Regions from separate parts of the Sus scrofa genome. Here region 2 is linked to region 1. The links are chromatin contacts, called in public targeted proximity ligation maps. All regions are on one chromosome and are shown on one strand. The core of a region is the stretch at or near the end of the contact, and the rest is flanking DNA. Distances in the headings are between cores, read along the strand shown.

What was found.
Region 2: a targeted proximity ligation map of alveolar macrophages shows a contact between it and region 1. A contact is called at or near these places in 1 of 47 Hi-C or Micro-C datasets (embryonic fibroblasts) and 1 of 2 datasets of targeted methods (alveolar macrophages).

Annotation. Positions count from the first base shown.
Region 1 is chr4:39,991,593-39,997,642 of Sscrofa11.1, reverse strand. No RefSeq gene overlaps it. Among named protein-coding and RNA genes, the nearest start is that of SDC2, 130 kb to the left of the region's middle.
Region 2 is chr4:39,430,865-39,436,914 of Sscrofa11.1, reverse strand. No RefSeq gene overlaps it. Among named protein-coding and RNA genes, the nearest start is that of TSPYL5, 71 kb to the right of the region's middle.

The DNA.
Region 1 (6,050 bases), core at 2,428-4,927:
AAAGTAGTTGGGAGGAAGAGGAAGACCTATTTGAATATTCCAGAAATATCTCTATCATCTGTGTTTACAACAGGAAAATACGAGCAAACACGACAGTAATTCTCCGACTTGTAGCCTTGTCCTGGAATCACTGAAAGCAGGATTTTGCCTCCTTAATTACATTCTGCTTAGGTAAATACCAGAGTAAGCTGGCATTACTGCCTCTGTCCAGACAATTGTAAGGAGAAGCAGTAAAAGTGGTACAAAAGGGAAATGAACTTGGCTCCATGTCAGAAGTTGGGTTATCCTTTTCTAATAACCCCATATCTTGGTCTTTTTTTTTTTTTTTTCATTTAGTTCACCTTTTCATGTGTAAAATAAAGATGATAACATACACTGCATGGCTTGTTTGGGGCTTCAGGGGGGCACATTCAATGAGATGATGCACTTAACACGATATCTGGCATCTGGTAGAAACTCAGTATAGGATCATTTACTTATTCCTTCATCAACCGTTTCCTGGGTACTCGCTATATACTAGACACACAGTTTCAGGCCCTGGGAATACAGGTGCTAACAAGACAAAGTCCCTGCTCTCAAGTAGCTTACATTCTAGTGGGAAGAGGCAGACCATAAATATATAGTGTATCAACGAGAAGGTGACAGTTGAACAAAGGTGAAAATGGGGAGGGATTGAGCCATGGTGGTAGGGTGGGGGACCTGGGGGGCTGGGGAACATTCCAGGCCAAAGGGGCAGTAAGTGTCATGAAGGGGCAGTAAGTGGTGAAGTCTTGAGTATGGCCGAGGAGGGAGTGAGCTAGAGACTAGAGTGCTGGGCAGTCTGTGAAGGATCCATGGGCCAGAAGGGGAATGGATGGCTTGGTAGCTGTGGAAATGACTTGGAGTGGCTTTGTAGGGTTTTGAGCCAAGGAGTGACACTATCTCATCGCCACTTAGAATTTGTTCTCAAACCTCAGCGGGCATCAGAATCACCAGGAATGCATGTTAAAAACGTAGATTTCTGGACCTTATCATCAGAGTTTCTTGATTCTGCAAGTGAGGAGAACCTGAGAAATTACATCTCCAAACACTCTCCCAGGTGTAGTCCAAGGACTCTACTTGGGGAACCACTGTTTCAAAGGGATTACTTTCATTTCTGTGTTGAGAACAGATTGGTTGTCAGTGATGGATGTGGGCAAAAGCACAAACAGGAAGACTAGCGAGGTTGCCACGGTCCTTAAAGAGGAGAAAGACAACTGTTGTGGGTGGAACTGGTGAGAAGTGGGGGATTCTTGAAGAGCCAAGGTGGCTGCCAAGTCTGGAAATCCAGGTGAATAAATGGCTTTCTGACAGTTTATTATAATATCTGATCACATAACATGATTTACGTTTCGGGAGTCTATGGTGCCACCCCATATTTTGAAGGTGTAGCCAACAGAAATTGCTCCATAACCCTGGGTGACACCCTTCTTTCAGATGGCTGCAAGGTCCAGAGTCTTCCCTTTCTTTTTTTGGTCTTTTTGCCATTTCTTGGGTTGCTCCTGTGGCATATGGAGGTTCCCAGGCTAGGGGTCGAATTGGAGCTGTAGCCACCGGCCTACACCACAGCCACAGCAACGCGGGATCCAAGCCGAATCTGCAACCTACACCACAGCTCACGGCAACGCCGGATCCTTAACCCCCTGAGCAAGGCCAGGGATCAAACCCGCAACCTCGTGGTTCCTAGTTGGATTCATCAACCACTGTGCCACAACGGGAATGCCCCAGAGTCTTCCCTTCTTAGGAAATCAGGAAGCACTGTCATGTTCCATGCCCCAATCCACCCCACTCCCTTCTCTTCACACCTTATAACCTTCGGCACATACCTTGTTCCAGCCTTGTGTTATATAAGGTATCTGCTTTTGCTTTCAGTTCTGTGTGTTGAGGACCTAGATTGGGTTCTATCCATTTGTTGCTTCCCACCCACCCTGAGAACCCAGCTGGTTCCTCGCATGGGATAGTGGACGCATGCGCATACAATCAGCTCTCTTAAGGGCTCTTAACTCCATTCCTCCCTGAAATGCAGTAAAACTCCATATGTCTGGGAAATTCAGCCAAACCAAACAAAACAATCGATATCATGTCAAAAATCAAAACAGAATTCAAGCAAGTAGGTGTTCACAGATATTTGTTAAAACCCTGGGCTTGAATGTCACCTACTTAAAACACAGAATGTGCTCTTGATGGGTTAATGGTTTTCGTGCAGATGCATTTTATCATTGTGTAGATAAATATTTAGCATTTATACAGGGAGCTGATTAGTGTTTTCTTCCTTTGTTCTTTCAATATTTCCCCATAATCACCATCTTGGATCCATGCCGTCCTGAGATCAAAAACTACCCTTTTTATGACCTGCTCTCCCATTTATGTGAAGGAGGCTGGGCTGTAAACATGATCTGAAAAAATTCTTATATGCCATCTTGATTGCTAACATCTGTTCATATTTCCATTCATAAATTTAAAATTCAGGCTTCTGCCGCCATCTGTTTTGTTGCAACAATCTAAAAAGAAGAAAAGCCCAAGGCAGATGTGCAGGTGGGAGACGGGCTTCTGCCTGGCTTGGCCAACTTTCCTGAGTTTTTGCTTTGCTTTCTTTACATGCCCAGCAGAGGAGGGCATGATTTTTCTTCCTTCAAGGGAGGGACTCTGTCTCTGTATTGCTATTTCCTCTCATCCTTTGGAGAAAGAATTAGAAAATGGCCCGAGTCTCCTATTTCTCCCCAGTCCTCTTCTTAGTTCATTTAATCATGTTAATCCTATCTTCTGGACAATTTGTAAGAACGTTGCTTATTTATTATAGCTTTTCAGAGCCCTGTCTCCTTTTCTCTTTCTCGCTGTCTGTCTCCCCTTACTCTCCCTACACACACACACACACACACACACACACACACACACACACACACAGCAAGTGAAGTGCCCATTTTATAAACAAGAAGACAGGCCCTGAAATCTTTCTATCAACATGCTTCAAGTCACCTGGCAATCTCAGCAGATGCTAGAGCCCCAAAGCCCATTGCTTGTCTAGATCGTAGGCAATTTTGCAGCTTGCTGGACCACTGGGCCTCTCACTGGGAATTTCTCTGAGGATGTCTTTGGCATGGTCAATGGATATGATTTGGCAGCTGCAGGACCCAGATGCCAAGCTAGGCAATGGCCCTTTTTGATTTTACTCTTGGCATTGTCATCTATGTCTAAGGGACGGCGCTGCTTCTAAAACTGCTTGGCTTTCTTCCAACGGTGCTGTTGCAGCAACTGTGAAATGCCTTCAAAAGCTGATATGATATTTTGGGAGCCTGCTGGGCTACAGTATTCTCTGAAATGCAACCTAGTCTGGGACTCACTTTTAGCTTGAAATAATTGTTTTCTAGTTTATCTTGAGAAATACATTCTCAGCAAACCACATGCAGAGACTGAGATTCTTTCACATCCTAAAGCCCCTGTCTGAAAACCTCAGCAGTAGGGTGCGAGGCTCCACCCAAACCAAACCCCAGTTTCTCAGTCCTGTACGTAAGCGGGTGGTTTGTGGGCTCAACTTGCTGGGTTCTAAGTATTCATTTTCATCCTGCTCTGACATTGCTTTTATATATAACTCATGACTGATCACACTGTGTGACTTGGAATGAATCATCGAGCCCTTCTGACAGCTTCTTGAAATGCCACGAGAGTAGACGGTGACAAAGACGTCCCTCCCTTGGGCTGGCCCATGTGTGGATTGTGGTGGTGATGTGTGCGAGTGTGAGGAAGGGCTAGGCTGGCACTGCTGACACACACATTCTCAACGGGCAAGTTACCCAGAATTCTGAATAGCCACTGTCACCCCATCAGAGGGGTCCCAAGCCACTGATTTCACGAGGCCCTCCCACACAGCCACTGGAAGCCTCAAGCGGGTTCTGCCTCTCCTGTTTGCTCACAGAATCCCTGGCCTGGCCTGGCCTTTCCCTGGACTTCTCAGGGCTCAAGATTGAGATGTACCTTCTCGTGTCAAAGTTTAAAAGGCTCTGGAGTGGAGATGGGGAATGTCTGGCTTTGGGGCCCCTCTTCCTATCTCTCCAGTCAAGGAAGACATGAATTGATCCCAGTACACTTTCCTGCTAAGGAAACCTCCGAACTCTCCAGACAACACTCCACGTTCTGTGCAGCCACAAGTTATCAATTGGAATTGGGTGGGGAGATGAAACCAAGAAGATGTACCATCTTCTGCTCAGAGGGACACCTGTCTTGAGGCCATAGTTGTTCTGATTCAGCCAAGTTGTTAAATACGTTTAGTCTATGTAAATAGGGTGGGCTAGGAGCCAAACCTGATTTGCGGTAACGTTTTGGTGGGAAATGCATTAGAACTTGACATATTAGCTTACACGTGAACTTTTGGAAAGCAACTGGTACAAATATGAACCCGCAACTCCTGTATTTTGGTTCTATGGTTGTAAGAGCAGCCACGTGGGTTGAGGTTAAGAGCTTGGACTATCGGAGTTCCCATCGTGGCTCAGTGGTTAGGGAACCTGACTGGCATCCATGAGGATACAGGTTCGATCCTTGGCCTCACTCAGAGGGTTAAGGATCCAGAGTTGCCATGAGCTGTGGTGTCGGTCACAGACACATCTCAGATCCTGAGTTGCTGTGGCTGTAGTGTAGGCTGGCAGCGACAGCTCTAATTCGACCCCTAGCCTGTGAACCTCCATATGCCATGGATGTGGCCCTAAAAAGACAAAAACACCAAAAAAAAAAAAAAAAAGAGCTTGGACTATCTAGTTCTAATCCTGTCCTTGCCTCTTACTGGCTGTGTGACTTTACACAACTTAACCTCTCTGTGGCTCAGTTCCTTCAAATGGAGAAGGTAATAGGATCACTTTCCTCTGAGGATTATTGTGATGATGAAAAATGCATTATTTGCAAAGCACTTAGAATAGCACCTGGCATACAGAAGGTACAATATAAGAGTCCATGAATTAAAATAAATGTGACTTTCTATTCTGCACTGGAGGGTTACATCTGGTTCCTTTATTCTTTTTATATAAAAAAAATACAAGATCACAAATTTTGTGGTTGTAGAAGTGAAGTGCTCTTGGTTTCTATTAATAATTTAGTTGACACTTTTTACAAATATCTTAACTCATTTAATACCCCCCCAGGAACCTTCTGAGACAGAGTGTTAGTCTCAATTGTACAGGCGAGATAACTGAAATGTTTCTATATAGCTTTAACATGAACTGTAGAGCCAGATACATCCTTAGATGTATCTGTATCCTCAGACACATGGGACAGAGGTGATCGTCCTATGTCAGGGGTAAAGTGATGCTCCTGGGACTTTGTCCAAACTTGTATATAATCAGCATATCCAAGCTGATAAAAATGTGTTATTCAAGGTTGTGCATGCTGCCCCATTGATGCTTTCCCCCCAATTCTATTATTTAAATATTACTTAAAAATTATCTTTGGAGTTCCCATCATGGCTCAGCAGTAACAAACCTCACTAGTACCCATGAGGACTCAGGTTCGATCCCTGGCCTTCCTCAGTGAGTTAAGGATCCGGCGTTGCCGTGAGCTGTGGTGTAGGTCACAGACACAGCTTGGGTCCCTCATTGCTGTGGCTGTGGTATAGGCCAGTAGCTGCAGCTCCGATTTGACCCCTAGCCTGGTAACTTCCATATGCTGCTGGTGAGGCTCTAAAAAGACACACAAATTATTTTTTACCACTCAGAAACATTGTCAAATATTAGAAAATAAAGGCAAACGAAAAGAAGAGAATAAAAAGGTATCAGTGAGTACCAGTGCTAAGGTTAGTATTTATCCTTCTAGAACTTAAGTGGTATTTCTCTTTTTCTGCAAATTTTGATCACACGATGCATACCACTGTTACCTGCCTTTTTTTTTTTTTTTTTTTTTCTTTTCTGGTCAAGGATCTCCCCTTTTCTATTTCAACACATTTCATCTCCTTTAATAATAAACCATATTTACATTACCAAAACATGCTTTGTTGCTGTTTATCCAAAGGTGCACCTCATCCAGGACCACGTTTGCATCTGCTTGTCATG
Region 2 (6,050 bases), core at 910-3,409, 560 kb after region 1:
GGCGGGGGTGGGGGTGTGTGGCCTGAATAGAGTAATGACAGTAGGATGGAGAAAGTCGATAAAATTGAAAGAATTCACCAGTTTGGAGAATTGACTGGATTGAGTAACTAGGTAGACCATGCCATTCACTAAACCAGGAGTCTTCAACTTTACCTCACCACTGCATCATCATTCATCATTGCCAAGCTTTATAGATCACTGAGTATGGATGCGTAAGGCATGTTCTGAGCACTTTTTAAGTGATAATGTATTTAATCTTCACAACAGCTCTTTGAGGCGGGTGCTATTCTGGTCCCCATAGAAACCGAGGCACAGAAAACCTGTCCAACTTTTATACATTGAGTTTATTCTCTTCACGGTTATTTATGATATTTTTAGAAAATGAAATAACTTCAAGATACAGTAAGGACTGAGTATATAAATGGTAACACCGCCATATGGTGGAATGTATATTTTAGAAGAATATATGAGGCATGGAAAAAGACATACACCATACATGGGGAAAAATCAATTATAGAATTCTGGGGTGGGGAAAGGGATGTATCTAAGGTTCATCAGATAATTGATGGGAAAAGGCCACTTAATGTAAATTCACTTAAAACCTAATGAAGCGTTATAATGAATAGAAAAAGAAGGATCAGTTGGAGTTCTATCTTGAAAAATTAAACTAAAAATTATAGAATTTTATTTTATTGTATATTTAAGACTAGGTTATAATGAAACCGTTGAGCTAATTCTTGGAACACAGGCTAAAAGGAGGGTTGGAAAGGCTCTTCCTGATAAATTGAGTCAGGGACTCTTGTGCTGCCCCTTGAGTCCAAGGGAGATCCCAGGGTCACAGCTGAGGGAAACAGAGTGGAAGAGAAGAAGGAAGGTGACATAGCGTATGCATTGTCAAGGTCACTCCTGGTGGCAAAGAAGGGCATTGTCTCACCAGTGACCCTCCAAGGAGGGCAGAGTCGTCCACCTGGCCACTGACCACAAGTGTCCTTCTCACCAGCTCCCTGCTCTGATGGCTCATGCGTTTTCCCCGGGGTCACTGATGCTCCTGGCACTTCCGGGCTACTTGTGCCTGTTGGAAGAGCAGCAGCAGAACCAACACATCAGAGAAGCCCAGGAAGGACATAAAGGGTAGGAGCCATCAGTGGGGATGCCCACAGAGAAGCATCTTCCATCCTGAAGTCCTGCTTGTGGTCAAGTTGAGGCCAAGAACAAGCACTGAGTCTGGCCATCAGAGGTGATCAATCTCTGATGTCATGGTCACATAACACGAAAGCATCCTCATCTGAATTGCAATGCAGTCATGATGAAGACCATTGCAGAAGCCCTGTGTGGATATCTGAGGCCTTCGTCACTGTTCCCCAAAGGTCTTTCTTATTCCTTTCATGTTCTTCTCTTTTAAACCACTTTCCATAACCTCTTCTTGCTTAGCTTCTCTTCTCTGCCTGTTAACTGTCCTAACCCGCCAAACATCTGTCAATGGCTCTGCATGTGACGCCAGCAATTCTCCAACAGTGGTTTTATCTGCTTCACAAAACGATGCATCTCTTCCAAGGCAGGGGATTCCTCCTTGCGGTGAACTTGTCGTGCGTTTGCCGTTAGCTGAGAGCATAGCCACCGAGCAACAACATCCTCAGAAAACACAGCTTTCCTCACCTGTGTCTGAGGACTGAGAGGGCTTCCCCCCACCATGACTGCACCTAAGGCAGCTGAGCCCCAAAGATGAACAAGATCACAGAACTCTATTAGCGAGTGCCAGAAACATCGTTGACAAATGGGCTTTCGCAGGGGATAGAAGACAGAAAAGCCCTGCCGCTAAAATCCTGGATACAACCAACCACCTCATGCCACGCATTGACCCCAGTCGCAGCCCCGGGTTTTGAGCAGCCTGGATATGTAGTGTCCTCTGCTGGAAGAATATGCAAACGGATGGGACGTGGGGGAATTGCGAGGATGTCTCCAAAAGCCCTGAGTGGCGGCAAGAATACAAGGGCATAGGGTGTGACAAGCAGCCAAGTCAGACAGGAGCTATGTCACTTCATTTTTCAAGAGTGACGTTGTGAAATCCAAATGGCTTCAGAGGTCAAGTGTCCAGGATGTGGTGGATATTTGTTTCAGGACCTGAGCCCAAAGCGTCCATCTGAGTCAGGCAGTAACCGAGTACCACACGGGGGCGCTGCCAGCAGCTCCTCCGACAAAAGCCTGGAGCTGCTCTGAGCCGTAAAGGGCCAGGTGAAATCCGCAGGGATGGAGACCGAGCTTCCTCTAGAGGGCCCAGCCCTTTGTTGTAAAGGGTGATGATTACAGTTGGTTTGACCCGGGCAAAGTTGTTCTTGGGCAGAGGGAAGCCACTGCCAAGGGAACAGATGCCAGGGCCAGTACCAGTGGGTGGGCACTGCCCTTTGACATCAGTGGCAGGACGAGGAATGCTGCGATGGGGCAAAGGGCAGGTTCCACGGAATAGAGCAGGAGCAGCCAGTTCAGCTGGCCAGAGGGGCTTCCTGGAAGAAGAGGCACTTCAACCTTGAGAAGGGAGGAGTAAAAATCTCCCTCATTCTTAAACTTGAAATACTATGTAAGCCCTGAGATTAGCTGAGTTCTTTCTTGCCATAAAAATTACCTTTAAAAGGCGGGGGAAGGAGAGGAAAGTTGATTTTATCTGAGCCTATACAAAGTCTCATTTCTCAGAGTAAAAAGTCTCTTCTCTAAAACTTTATCTGGACCAATGAAGGCCTGTTTAGGGAAAGCATATTAAGCTAACATGACCTCTGTGGATGTTAGCTTATAGAGATGCTAGTTATAGAGATGTTTATAGAGATGACCATATAAATTTGGCGAAAAATTTAGAAGGCAAAGGGGAGTCCCTTCTGTGGCACAGTGAGTTAGGGCTCCAAAGGCAGCAGCTCAGGTCACTGTGGAGGCAAGTGTTCCATCCCTGGCCCTGGGCATTGGGCTAAGGAGCTGGCATTGCCAAGGCTGTGGCATAGGTCACAGCTGTGGCTCGGGTTCAACCCCTGACCCAGGAACTTCCATATTGCCACAAGTGCGGCTATAAAAATTTTTTTAATTTAAAAAAAGGTTAAAAGGGAGTTCCCTTCATGGCTCAGTGGTTAACGAGCTTGACCAGGATCCATGAAGGTGTGGGTTCCATCCCTGGCCTCGCTCAGTGGGTTGAGGATCCACTGTTGCTGTGAGCTGTGGTGTAGGCTGACAGCTGTAGCTCTGATTCAACGCCTAGTCTGGGAACCTCCACATGCTGTGGGTATGGCCCTTTGGAAAAAAAAAATGTTAAAAGAAGGCAAAGAATATAATACCAATTTGTGACGATTGCTGAGGTGGTGGCCTCCCAGTTGCATTAGATGTTGGGAACAAGCTAGCTAAAGAGCCCTCAGGATGCAGCATAAGTGATCTGCTTGAAATATCATCATAAAAACAATGGGGAGGTTCCTGACCATTTTCCTCAGATTCGGAAGAGCTGCACCCAACAGTTGAGAGGGGAGAAAAAGCCAGAGATGTGTTCTGGTGAGAGAAAGACACTGCTGCCCAAGGTATCCGTAGTAAAAGCCAATGTTTTAAAGAAATGAAAATAAAATATGTGCAATGTAATTTTAAACATATGTGTATCCCTAAACTGCTACATACTTGTGTCATTGACTATTTAACCCTTATCCTAGGGTTTGTATAGTCAGGTTGGCAAGACAAAAATGCTCCTGGGGAAGCCTTCTCATTGAGGAGACAGAAGCTCGCTGTCACTTCGAGGCTGCCTTCTAGGAAAAAGGGGCAAAACGACAAGTCACTTCAGAACTTGGTCAACCTGCAAGAATGTATGGAGAACCTCCCTGGATATTGTGGGGGTTCCTCAAAGAAACCAGAGCTCTTGCATCCTGGAGCTTGTGCTCTAACTCTGGAGACCAGATCCATGGCAGGGAAACTATCAGAGCAGAGGAGACGGTGGGGTGGGGGGCGGGCGAGCTTCTGTGCCCCTGGCATGGCCCCCTTGTCAAAGCATGTTCTCAAATTCGGGTCCTCTGTGCCTTGAACTTGGAGGCATCCTGTGTCCGTGGGCACCTGTCAACAGGAGCCAGAGTCAAGGCGGAAAGGACCACATTCACCCAGAAGTGCCCCATCTTGCCAATTCGGCCCCCAGGGAAATGGAGGGGTTGAGAGAGTGGTCCTTGACTAGTCAATGCCAGGCAGGCAAGACACAGGATCCCAGAGAAGCCTGCCTTGGATCCCACCCTGCCCCCCCGCCCCCCGCTACATTGCCAGGCCCCAGCCATCCTTCTGAGTCCATGAGGTCTCCGGAGCACCTCATGAGGTCTCATAAGAAACCAGGAGTGCCAGGGTCCCATCGGGGGCTCTGCAGGCAGTTTGACAGTGCCAAGTGCCCTTGGGCCTCAGCTCCTGCACATCTGTTGCTGTGGAAATGCCACAGACTAGAGCAAGAGCCCCCAAGCTTCATATCAGCTGGGCCCTTTGCCTGTACCCACAGGCCCGCAGCCCTCTGCCACTGGCCCTCTGACACCATGAGGCTCCATCCTGAGCACGCCAATCGGGCCTGGGCCCCGGCTGGCCTGGTCATCCAGGGAACACCTGGGCAGAGCAAGCAGAAAGGACTTTGTTTGCCAGCCACTACCCTGAAGGTGACATTCATCCCTTTTCCAAAGCGTGCACCGTTGGCAACTTCTATGCAAAAGTCCCGGGACCATTATGTGGCACATCCCGTGCTGAGATGTTTATCTTGTTAGCTGTCAAGATGAGGAAGGATGCACGTTGAATGCCATCAATCAGCCTCAAAGGCTACCACTGAAGAAATGCAACACAATAAACACATTTCCTAACATGAGTTGCCAGATCTATACTAATCCTTTATTCAGAGCTTAATTGTAATTGACCCTAAATAGACCGACCATGACCCAGAGACTAGAGGCCTCAAGGTGCCACGTGCTGCACATAGATGGTAAGCTGTGCTTACCATCAGCTGCCAGCGCCACCTGCAGAGATGCGTGATGGAGCCGCTCCCCAGCCTGCATCTGTGTATTTTACCTGTCTTTTGGTACCTAATTACCCTGAAGGAGCCACTGAAAACCAGAGGCTCAGGCCTTGCCACTGAGGCACACAGAAAGCCGAGGGTTGGAGGAGATAATTGCCACCTTTCTTTTCTTTTTTTTTTTTTCCCAGCATGGGGACCAAGTTACACACACATGTATACATACTTTTTCCTCCCATTGTTGTGTTGTGATGTAAGTATCTAGACAAAGTTCTCAATGCTACACAGCAGGATCTCATTGTAAATCCATTCCAAGAGCAATAGGCCAGGACTGTGCCAAGCTCCCCATCCCACCCACGCCCTCCCTCTCCACCCCCCACCCTCCGGGGCAGCCGCAAGTCTATTCTCCAAGTCCATGATTTCGCCGCCTTTTTAATGGCTCTGTCCACCTTTCCAGAGGCCAGAGCATCACCCTGACGTGAGCTCAAGCACAGAGGAAATAGGAGCATGGACTCTGGGGAGACAAAAATGCCAGGGTATTGATGGACTTCAGAGCAGAGAAATGAATAAAACTGCCCCTCCCCCTCCCTGCTGGACCAGCTCTGATCTGGTCTCAGGCAGCGGATTAACTGCTGCCTCATTGTGACACTAGGAGTCTCTAAAGAGGGCTTCTGCCTGATCCCCCGTGTCCTAAGGGGACAGTCGCTCCTATGAGGTCAGGGTCCAGGACTCTGCATTTATTAGAGCCGCACAGAGAGGGGCCTGATATGCAGACTGGAAGTAACCCACCCCTGACCTCGCTAAAGTTCAGAGGAGAGTGAGCTTCTGGTCCAGGGCCCGGAAGCTGTGGCACCAAGTTCAGAAAGGGTAAAATAGACATTGAGAGCACCATTGAATTTTCTCTGAAGGCTCTATTTTGCCTTTAAATCATACAATATTTACATTGTGTGCTTGCTCTATTAAGATGATCAAAATTCGAAATGTCTTCCCAATTCTGAGTAAACCTGATTTCCTGAGGTGTATGTGGGAGTGTGTGTTGGGGGAGGAATGGATCCAACTA